Linked DNA regions of Zea mays: all the other regions are linked to region 1. Evidence: chromatin contacts called from public Hi-C data. All regions are on one chromosome and are shown on one strand. The core of a region is the stretch at or near the end of the contact, and the rest is flanking DNA. Distances in the headings are between cores, read along the strand shown.

Region 1 (2,783 bases), core at 253-2,752:
TTAGTCTTTTATAAATTGCTTTCCTTCGTACAAGTTTTGAAGAAAAATAACGAGCGATCCAATCTCTATTCAAATTCCTGCATTGTATTCAAAAGATAGGTGATTTTTTTTTGCATTCTCAATTCCTATAAGATTATAATTCATATCGAGCTCTAATCATGTATTTTTTTTTCTTCTATTCATGTGTTTTTATATTCCTGTGTTCAAAGGGGGCCTTAGTTTTCTCAGCCAGCGTAAATGATCAGGCGGATGGCGGAAGAAGAAAAAAAAGTTATGGCTCTTGTACTTGTCGACCGTGAGCAGCATGCTGAAAGCGTTCGTAAAGATCTGGAAGGTGTGTATGTACACATGGAAATGGAACCGACGGCTTGCGGCAACAACCACGTTTAAAAAAATGAATAACTAGTAACAATAGAGCACTCTCCAAATACATAATTAATTATAGTGTACACGATGTTTACAAAAATGGCCCATCTCCATCTCCGTATGAATGAATACGAATATACGTATGCGTGGATTGTTGTTATTCATTGCCGTGGTCACGAAAGAATGAAGCGATATAATATGAGCAGAGGCTCGGCCTAGCTACTCTCCTTCCTAGCGGTGCAGTGGAAGCATCTCCTGATCCGATATTCCGATCCGATCCGATCCGTGGAGCTAGCGTGGGGAGGGAGGGGGGACGCCAGCCAAGCGGATCAGACGAGCTCCAGGCGCGCGGCGTAGTCGGCGTACCTGGCGCGGCGGATGTTGGCGCGGCGCTTCCGCCAGACGAAGGCGCCGAGGCCGAGGACGGCGGCGGCGGCCACGGCGCCGAGCGCCACGCCGGCCTTGCCGCCGCCGTTCATCTCTTCCCCGCGGGGGCGCGCGGCCGCGTCCGCGTCCACCACGCCCTGGTCGTTGGCGGTGGCGCTGGCGCTGGCGGCCTTGATCTGCTCGGCGGCGGGCGCCGGCGAGGGGGACTTGCTGTACGCTCGGCCGTCGGCTGCCGGTGCCGGCGAGGGGGAGTTGGTGTGCGCTTGGTCGTCGTCGGCGGCGGCGGCTGGTGCCGGTGCCGGCGAGGGGGGCTTGGTGTACGCTTGGTCGTCGTCGGCGGCGGCGGGCGCGTCTGAGGAGGGGGCTGCGACGGGCGCGGCCTTGCGCGGTGAGGGCGCGTCTGCGGCGGCGGAGGCGGAGGCGGTAGGTGGGTGTGAGATTGGCGAGTGCGCGGGCTGCGAGTCGGCGGCGGGTAGAGGCGCGGATGCGGGGGGCTCGGCTGTCTCCTCCTCGGACCGCGCCGTGGCGGCGAAGAGGACGAGGAGGAGGAGGAGGACTGTAAGGGCGCGGGGCAATGTCGGCGGCGCCATAGATGGAGAAGAAGGTAGCAGGCAGATCTCGGCGAGGCTGCTGGTGGTGCGCGTATGGTATGTATGGGTTTGGTGGGCTGGTGGGGCGTTTATTTATTTGCATTTGTATTTATATATACGAGCGGATGGATTGGAGACTTGGAGATGGGAAAGGTGTAGTCGGTCAGAGGAGAGGACGCCGTCTCACCAAGCAAATCATTGCGTCTCCGCGCCGGGGACGGTGAGACGCCGCTCTCTCCGCCGCGGGACCCGGGAACTACACAGCCCCTCCTCCCTCCTTGTTTGTTGCCGACTGGAGAAATTATCCGACCTCCTCATCTGGCAATGGGCCACAGTGGAAAATGCTGTCCAATTGGGCCCAACAGGCCCATACCAACAATTGCTGGTCCATCACAACTAGTATGTCAGACGGCAGTGGTGACCGATGTGCCAGGCTGAAGAAAGCAAGGACAGCGTTGTTGCCATTGATGATCCTGTTCTTCGTCCTGATCGGATTCTACTGACTGGGACATACTGTCAGCCGGACTCGCTGTCGCCGTTGTGTCCAGCTGGGCGTTTCTCGGTAGGATCAAGACCATGATTTACGTATTTGGTTTGGTTTGGCGACGCATGGAGTACCCAGTTAGGCAAGTGACGGACGGTTGGTACGGTGGTTGGATTTGGATCCGGTGCTCTCCTTCGATTATCTGCTGCGTGCAGGTGGATCATCTGTTTTTGTTTGTTGGGCTTGCTGCTTGTGGTGGCCTCTCACCTTTCGGTCGCCTCGAATGCATGCCTTGGAGTGAGTGGCAACCAAATGAAAGCCAGATCATGAATGCATGATGTGCCTGGAGAGTCTGGACTCTGGACGGACGCTTCTTCTCTCTGTCGTTGGCGTCTTCCCCTCCGATGCGCCATGCGTGTACGTCCACGCATGCTGCAGTTCTAGCTTCTTAAGCTAATTAAGACATGCTTGGCAGACAAGCGTCCGAGCTGCTACTGCTAGCTAGCTAGCACATCTATCTATCTATATATTTCGCATCGGTCGACCAAGGACGAAGAACGAAGAAACCAAGCAGCTACCACCATCAGTCCAGCAACAATGGCGGCGGCGGAACCGGTACCAGTACCAGTACCGGCGGCAGCTGCCGGGACCAACAATAAGATCAAGACGGTGGTGGTGCTGGTGCAGGAGAACCGCTCCTTCGACCACATGCTGGGGTGGATGAAGTCGCTGAACCCGGACATCGACGGCGTGACGGGGGCCGAGACCAACCACGTGGACGCCTCCGACCCGGCCTCCCACGCCGTCCGCTTCAGCGACGGCGCCGAGTACGTGGACCCGGACCCGGGCCACTCCATGCAGGCCATCTACGAGCAGGTCTACGGGACGCCCTTCGTCGACGCCGCCACGACGCCCGCCACCCCGCCGGGCGTCGCCCCCTCCATGTCCGGCTTCGC
Region 2 (3,125 bases), core at 109-2,608, 140 kb before region 1:
GACGTCCACCAAGCACGAATAATGGTCTCCACAAGCTTCCACTCCATATCTCCTGGTCAACACATCGAAATACTGCAATGCGTCATCTGCATGACCAGAATGGGCACAGGCCGCCATCAAGCTAAGGAACATGATGCTGTCAGGCCGAACATCATCCTGGTCCTCCATGTGTTGGAAAAGCGACATTGCGACCTCCGCACGACCATGGAAAGCGTAGGCTGAAACCAGAGAGCTCCAAACAACCACGTCCCGATCATGAACCTGGTCAAAAACCCTCTGCGCGGCAGCAAGAGAACCGCAGCGCCCATATGCTTCGATGAGGGAGCTGCCAATGTGGGATCTCGCGCACATGCCATGCCGCACTGCAAAGCCGTGCACCTCCTTGATCGAAGTCAATGCGCCTATCACGGTGCATGCAGGGACGAGCGCCAGCAGCGTGATGAAACTCGGCGGGACGCCCACTCTTCGCATGTGTCGGTACACCTCGATGGCTCGGGCTGGGTGTTCCCTGGACTCGGCGACCGCGGCTATCACGGTGTTGAAGCAGGAGGCAGTCGGGGGGACGTCCATGTGGTCAAGCGCCCACGCCGCGGCGGCGAGGTCTCCCGCCCGGACGTGGACGGAGATCATGGCGCTCCAGACGACGGCGTTGCGGGCGGGCAATTCGTCGAACAGGCGGCGAGTGAGTTCGTAGGAGGCACCGCAGGCACCGCCGACGACGCGCGCTCCGTAGGACGCGACGAGCGCGGAGGCGAGAAAGGGGCTGGAGAGCAGGCCACACTTGGCGGCGAGCGCGTGGAAGGAGGCGGCGGCGCCGGGCACGCGGAGCGCGGTGGCGGACTTGAGCGCGAGCGGGAAGGCGTGGGCGAAGGAGGGGTCGGTGAGCGGCGGGAGGTCGGGGGCCGAGAGCATGCGGGAGAAGAGGCCGAGCGCGTCGCGGTGGCGGCCGGCGTTCACGTGGGTGGTCAGCAGCTTCGTCAGCGACGCCAGGCGCTGGTGGCGGGAGGGGAAGGGCATCGTTTTTTTGAGTTTGAGACGGTCTGTGAAGGCCGTCGAGAATGCCTTGCCTAGTGCCTACTACCGTACTACGTTTGGAGGATGACCTACACGATTCTTCTCTTCTTTTCGATTAAGTGTTACGATGGAAGGAAAATCAGGACTAAAAACCATAAAAGTAGACTTGTTTTCAATAAAGCAAATATCAAATTCAATCCAGTCAAATGCAAAATTTTCTCTAGAAGATGTATCTGTGACAGCGAATTCAATTTTCACCTATAATTTCCATATATCCTGTTACAGATTAGCTCTGTTTGGATGACTGGCCAGCCGCCAGGCAACGCATTCTGACCAGAGACATTCGGCTGCGCTGGAGACACAGCTGCTGCAGCTGTTCAGACTACTGACTAATGTTGTAATCTATAGAGATAAAATAATATAAAAGCAGCAGTCGTAGTCGGATTAAAACCACTACATAAGAGAAATCATGTAAAGTTACACATCCTCTCCAATATATGAATGTGCATGCGAAAGAGGCAACAGAGAATAAAAATTATTTTTTAAATTGATACTCCCTCCATTATTTTATATTTGTCGCGTTTTAGTTCAAAAATAAACTAAGAAACGATAAATATGTATTATTTAGGTGAGAGATGCATTTACATATACGTGATTTGTTTGAGAAACAAAATTCACAAGTGTACACGGTTCACTACCAAATAGCTAAATGCCTCTCGAAATGTGCGTTTTTTTTAAAGATAGCCTAGGCATGTAGCAACTAATTTTCTGGTTGGAGATAGCCTAGGCATAGCAAAACGAACGCCTGGCAGCTGCCTGCCAGCCAACCAACGGGCAACGCATCGTGGCCACATAGATAGATTTAAAATTATCAATGATAGTAATTTCTTTGTTCTAAATTATAAGTCGCTTTATGTTTTCTAGTCTAGATTTAGTCAGTGTACGCCTAATGCATAGCAATAACTATGTACTAATAAAACAGCTAACTGAAACATTTTATTTATATAACAGAAAAGGGATACGGTCACAACACTTGAAATGACGAACGCCGATTTTACGGTTAAAGAGCAGCTGATGAAGGAAAAATGGACAAAGACTGCTTCCAGGAGACCAGATCATCCGGATCGGTGAACACAGCAGAATCAGGAAGGAAAACGAACACCATCCAGGCGTCCACAATGTTAGGAGTCATTCCTTGCACCATTCTGCAATTACAGCGCTCCATCCAAATTCTCGCTGCCAAAGCACCAAATTTCCCCACTTCAAACAGTTTCCTAGACTAAATTCACCGATGCATGAAAGGGTAGCAGGTCAGATGTTAAACCGTCACATGAACAAGTTTCTGCAACAGGGGTTGGCCTGTTTGCCCATCACGATCCATTTTCCTCCGGGCCCTGCCAACAGGTGACAAACTTAGCCGCCTCCGATACTACTAATCTTTTTGTTATGCACAATAACTCTCATCTAGCCTGTATAAATACACAAGAACAATGGCTTGTACAGTTCCGCAATTTGCGCAGAGAATACAAACTGCCGCATCCCAGATCAGTCACAGCCTCGGCCCTCAGGTCACTGAAAGTAATTCATCATTGAGCCTGGGGATCTACACCAATAGCACCGAACCTTGCACCAGCACCAATCCCAGCATTGGGTGGCTGTGCCACCACAACATTGTCATCAGCAAATAGCGCCTTAATGAAGGACGGTGTCTTTAGGGGGCGACGCCCAGTCATACGTGGGTATACATCTTCCAGGAAGTAGTACACATGTCCAGCAATCATACCCTGAAACAATGTGACATCAGTTAAGATAAGAGATATATCACTCATTCCTCCAAGAGAACGATCAAGGTGACAATAAGAATGCTATACGGGCAAACTACAAGCTATGTCAATTCAATCACGCATATGGCATATGTGAGTCAACTGAACTTTCTAATCTAGTATTCTAGTGAGAGTGACAAGTACGCCTACAGTATGCTAACATCAATACAAGTTGCAGGGCCGAACAGATTTATGATTCTGATCCCAACTGTGAAGGCAAACATACTAACCTTAGTGGACATATTTTTTTTAACATGCTGAACAAGCTTGCAAATCATCTACAGACAA
Region 3 (2,941 bases), core at 25-2,524, 200 kb before region 1:
ATTCTTGCAGGAGCTGAGGAGTAACAGCAGCGCTCCATCCATGGATGGTTTCAGCATAACAGAATTTCACAGCACCATACTGAAAGTAATTTGGGAATGGGATAGATGCGCAGTGACGCCAATAAGATATCCCATGTAATAAGTATGTTAAACGAGCTCTATAATAGTGGCCAACTTGAGAATACGCATTTTACCGTGCAACCAACTTGTCAAGAAATCCCCTTCTCTCATCAATCCATACACCACCACGCTGCTTATCTTCAGCTTCTTCGACAAGAAGCCTGCGCCGCTCTTTCTCCCTGCTATTCTCCCAGAAGTACAGCTTGTCCTGCATAGTACATAGGTTTCTTACTGAACAAGCGCAGCGAGGTACTGAGTCTATTGACAAGTGAGAAGAAGCGGGTGCGAAAGCTTACATGATAATCCTCCATTTCCATCTCGTACCGTTGAAGCCTACTAAGTAGGTTGTCTAATTCGGAAGCTACATTTTCCTGGTAACTATCATGCGTGAGCTTCCCTTGGCTCACTAGCTTCCTGTAGAGCGTAAGAGGACCTTCAGATAGAACACAAGAGTATGAGAGACCGAAATCGGAGGGAAGAGTTTTTTTTTTTTTGGGGAGGGAGGGGGGGGGGGGGGGGGGGGGGTTGACGTTGTGATGAATTTGAGCAATGTGAATTATCACGTTATCCTCTGCATGTTCAGTACAATAGATGGCTGCATCTTTTGCATGTTCGGTACAATAGATGGCTGCATGTTTTCCATGTTCAGTACCACAGACAGGTGGCAGGTTTATCATGTATTCAGAGGGGAGGTATCACGGAACGGATTCACAGGGCTGGTGAGCTTATATGTTAATTCTGATGAGCAACAGTGGCATGTCATATCTGATTGCAAGCGCACATGAAAAAAACGCAGCAGTGGCGGGAATTTGAGTTCCATGAAATGCAGCTGCGACTTGAACCCATACTAGTCTATAGCCCGGGCGTCCGGTCTCATATGAAAATTAGGGACCGATCAGCCGCGCGGGCAGGGAGGAGGATGACGAGGATGAGGTTACCTGCGGGTTCGCGGCCGTGCTCGGAGGAGGCGCCGCCGTGGAGGCCACGGAAGAGGCCCGCGGAGGCCAAGGCGCGCGTTGCCGCATCGCGGAGGGCGGCGGACGCGGGGGATCGGCGGGTGACACGGACATGCAGGCGGCTGAGGATCATCGGTCGGTCGAGCTTGGTGGCGGGGCAGAGAGTAGAGAGGAGTACGCGGCGTTGGTTTGTCGGGTCAGGGAGGGAAGGTGACGCGGCGTCCTTGCTGACCGCGAACGCGTGGGCCGAGAGGAAGTAGCTGGGCCCGTGGGCTCATTTGGTTGCCCATCAACAAGCACGATTATTTCCACACGAGCATGCAGTGCACCAGGTTTGTTTGGCATATGGAGTTGATGGTATTAAAAAAATTATGAAAGATTTTGACTTGTTTAGAATTTAAACTCACTCAATCTCATCTATTACACATAGATTGAGAACAAAACGAATAAGTCCTAACACTGTCTAAATCTTGTATATAGTATATATCACAAGTGGAATGTTTGCACACTTTGTATTGTATTACCAAAAGCATATGATATACACACACAGTCGGTCACCGTAACAGCTAACTGCGTCATGCAGGTGTTTATACAGATACTGACGGACGGCTCATGCATGATCTGGTCTCCGACGGAACTCCAGCCGTCTTCTCTGCAGCTTGGGGCAAACACAAAGACGTCTCGTGAGGGCAGGGCCTCGCGAAGAACCTGGGGACCTTGTCCCCAGGCATGATAACGGGCAAACCACACGCTCTGTCCAGCTGCAAACAGAAACAGTGACACAGCCTTTCAAGTGTCCGTTCAGCAAGATAGACATGTTGAGGTGAGCGAGTGTGTGTGTGTGTGCGCGCGCGCATCGGACGGGAGTTTAATTTACCTTGTGATCACAGGTCGTCTTGCTCGGCGAGGACGCGACGGAGGTGCCCTCCTGGAACATGCCTGGATGCCGAGACCGGAGGAGGGAGCGGAGCTTGTCCCAGTGGTAGCAGCACGAGAACATGCCACTCAGGGCAAAGATCACGAGGAGCAAGAGGGCCGTCCCCAAGGGAAACCCCAGGGTCGGCCTTGAGGAATGCTCAATGGGCAACGCCATGGACGGACGGCCATTCGCATCACCTGCCTTCTGCTTATATCTGCTGCTGGCACTGGCAGTGCTTGCTTGACGCAGCTCATCTCACTGCCTGTCCTGTCCAAGAGAAAATAATCAAATGGACTTTCTAAAGGTGGCAAGAAAGCTACCCCATTCACTCCTTCTGGATACAAGTTTCAGGTATGTCCCCAAAGGATATATGCTTATTAGGTACCAGAGAAAACGATGGACTCTATAACAATGTACCAAAAGAGTTGTAGCAAGGATGGGAAAGGATAGCAGGCTTAGGGGTGTTCAGTTCCCACATCCTAAACTTTAGGTGCCATTTGGTTCACGAAATTTAACCTAAATGACAATGGTAATGATTCACGTCCGATTAACAGCGGTAACAAGTTTGAATATGACGGTACTAGTTTCTAGTGTGTTATCTAATTACAGTTGAACTTAAACAAACATAGTTTAACGTTATCGGTTACATTACAAATATGTGGAACAAACAACACCTTAGTGACTAAAATTTAGTCACTTTTAATTCCTAAAATACCAAACGGGATAACTAAAATAGTTCTTTTAAATAAGTTTTTAGGGACAAGTTTAGGAGGGTGACTAAAGGAACCAAACGTCCACTTAGTCTAGGATATCAAATTGTAGACTATAATCACCCTATATTTAGAGAAGATTCTCTTCTCTATATGTTCTAGAGGACATTCCTCCGTCCTCTCTGTCCCCTCTCCTATATTCAATTTCATACTTTTAAAAACAGACTAAGCAAAAC

Evidence for each region. A called contact is a pair of places that touch in the nucleus more often than the background predicts.
Region 2: a Hi-C map of ear shows a contact between it and region 1, with 5 times the contacts expected there. The contact joins the promoter of LOC103644328 here to the promoter of LOC103644330 in region 1. A contact is called at or near these places in 12 of 25 Hi-C or Micro-C datasets (bundle sheath, ear, leaf and 4 more) and 2 of 3 datasets of contacts at active chromatin or transcription factors (leaf and seedling).
Region 3: a contact with region 1 is called in a Hi-C map of leaf, with 2.6 times the contacts expected there. The contact joins the promoter of LOC100285563 here to the promoter of LOC103644330 in region 1. A contact is called at or near these places in 7 of 25 Hi-C or Micro-C datasets (bundle sheath, ear, leaf and 2 more).

Annotation. Positions count from the first base shown.
Region 1 is chr1:305,959,320-305,962,102 of Zm-B73-REFERENCE-NAM-5.0, forward strand. LOC103644330 (non-specific phospholipase C2) reads left to right here and starts at 1,503. Exons shown (of 2, transcript XM_008667541.3): 1 at 1,503-2,783. The coding sequence starts at 2,425. It overlaps LOC100281132, which reads right to left and starts at 1,411. Exons shown (of 1, transcript NM_001154051.2): 1 at 400-1,411. The coding sequence starts at 1,343. The coding sequence ends at 696.
Region 2 is chr1:305,820,944-305,824,068 of Zm-B73-REFERENCE-NAM-5.0, forward strand. It overlaps LOC103644328 (putative pentatricopeptide repeat-containing protein), which reads right to left and starts at 1,359. Exons shown (of 2, transcript XM_008667536.4): 1 at 1-1,359. The coding sequence starts at 1,017. It overlaps LOC606472 (derlin 4), which reads right to left. Exons shown (of 6, transcript NM_001112329.2): 6 at 2,167-2,798. The coding sequence ends at 2,601.
Region 3 is chr1:305,761,735-305,764,675 of Zm-B73-REFERENCE-NAM-5.0, forward strand. It overlaps LOC100285563 (ATPase), which reads right to left and starts at 1,275. Exons shown (of 14, transcript NM_001158454.2): 1 at 1,059-1,275; 2 at 417-553; 3 at 195-328. The coding sequence starts at 1,209. LOC100275095 (hydroxyproline-rich glycoprotein family protein) reads right to left here and starts at 2,391. Exons shown (of 2, transcript NM_001149278.1): 1 at 1,954-2,391; 2 at 1,466-1,837. The coding sequence starts at 2,169. The coding sequence ends at 1,664.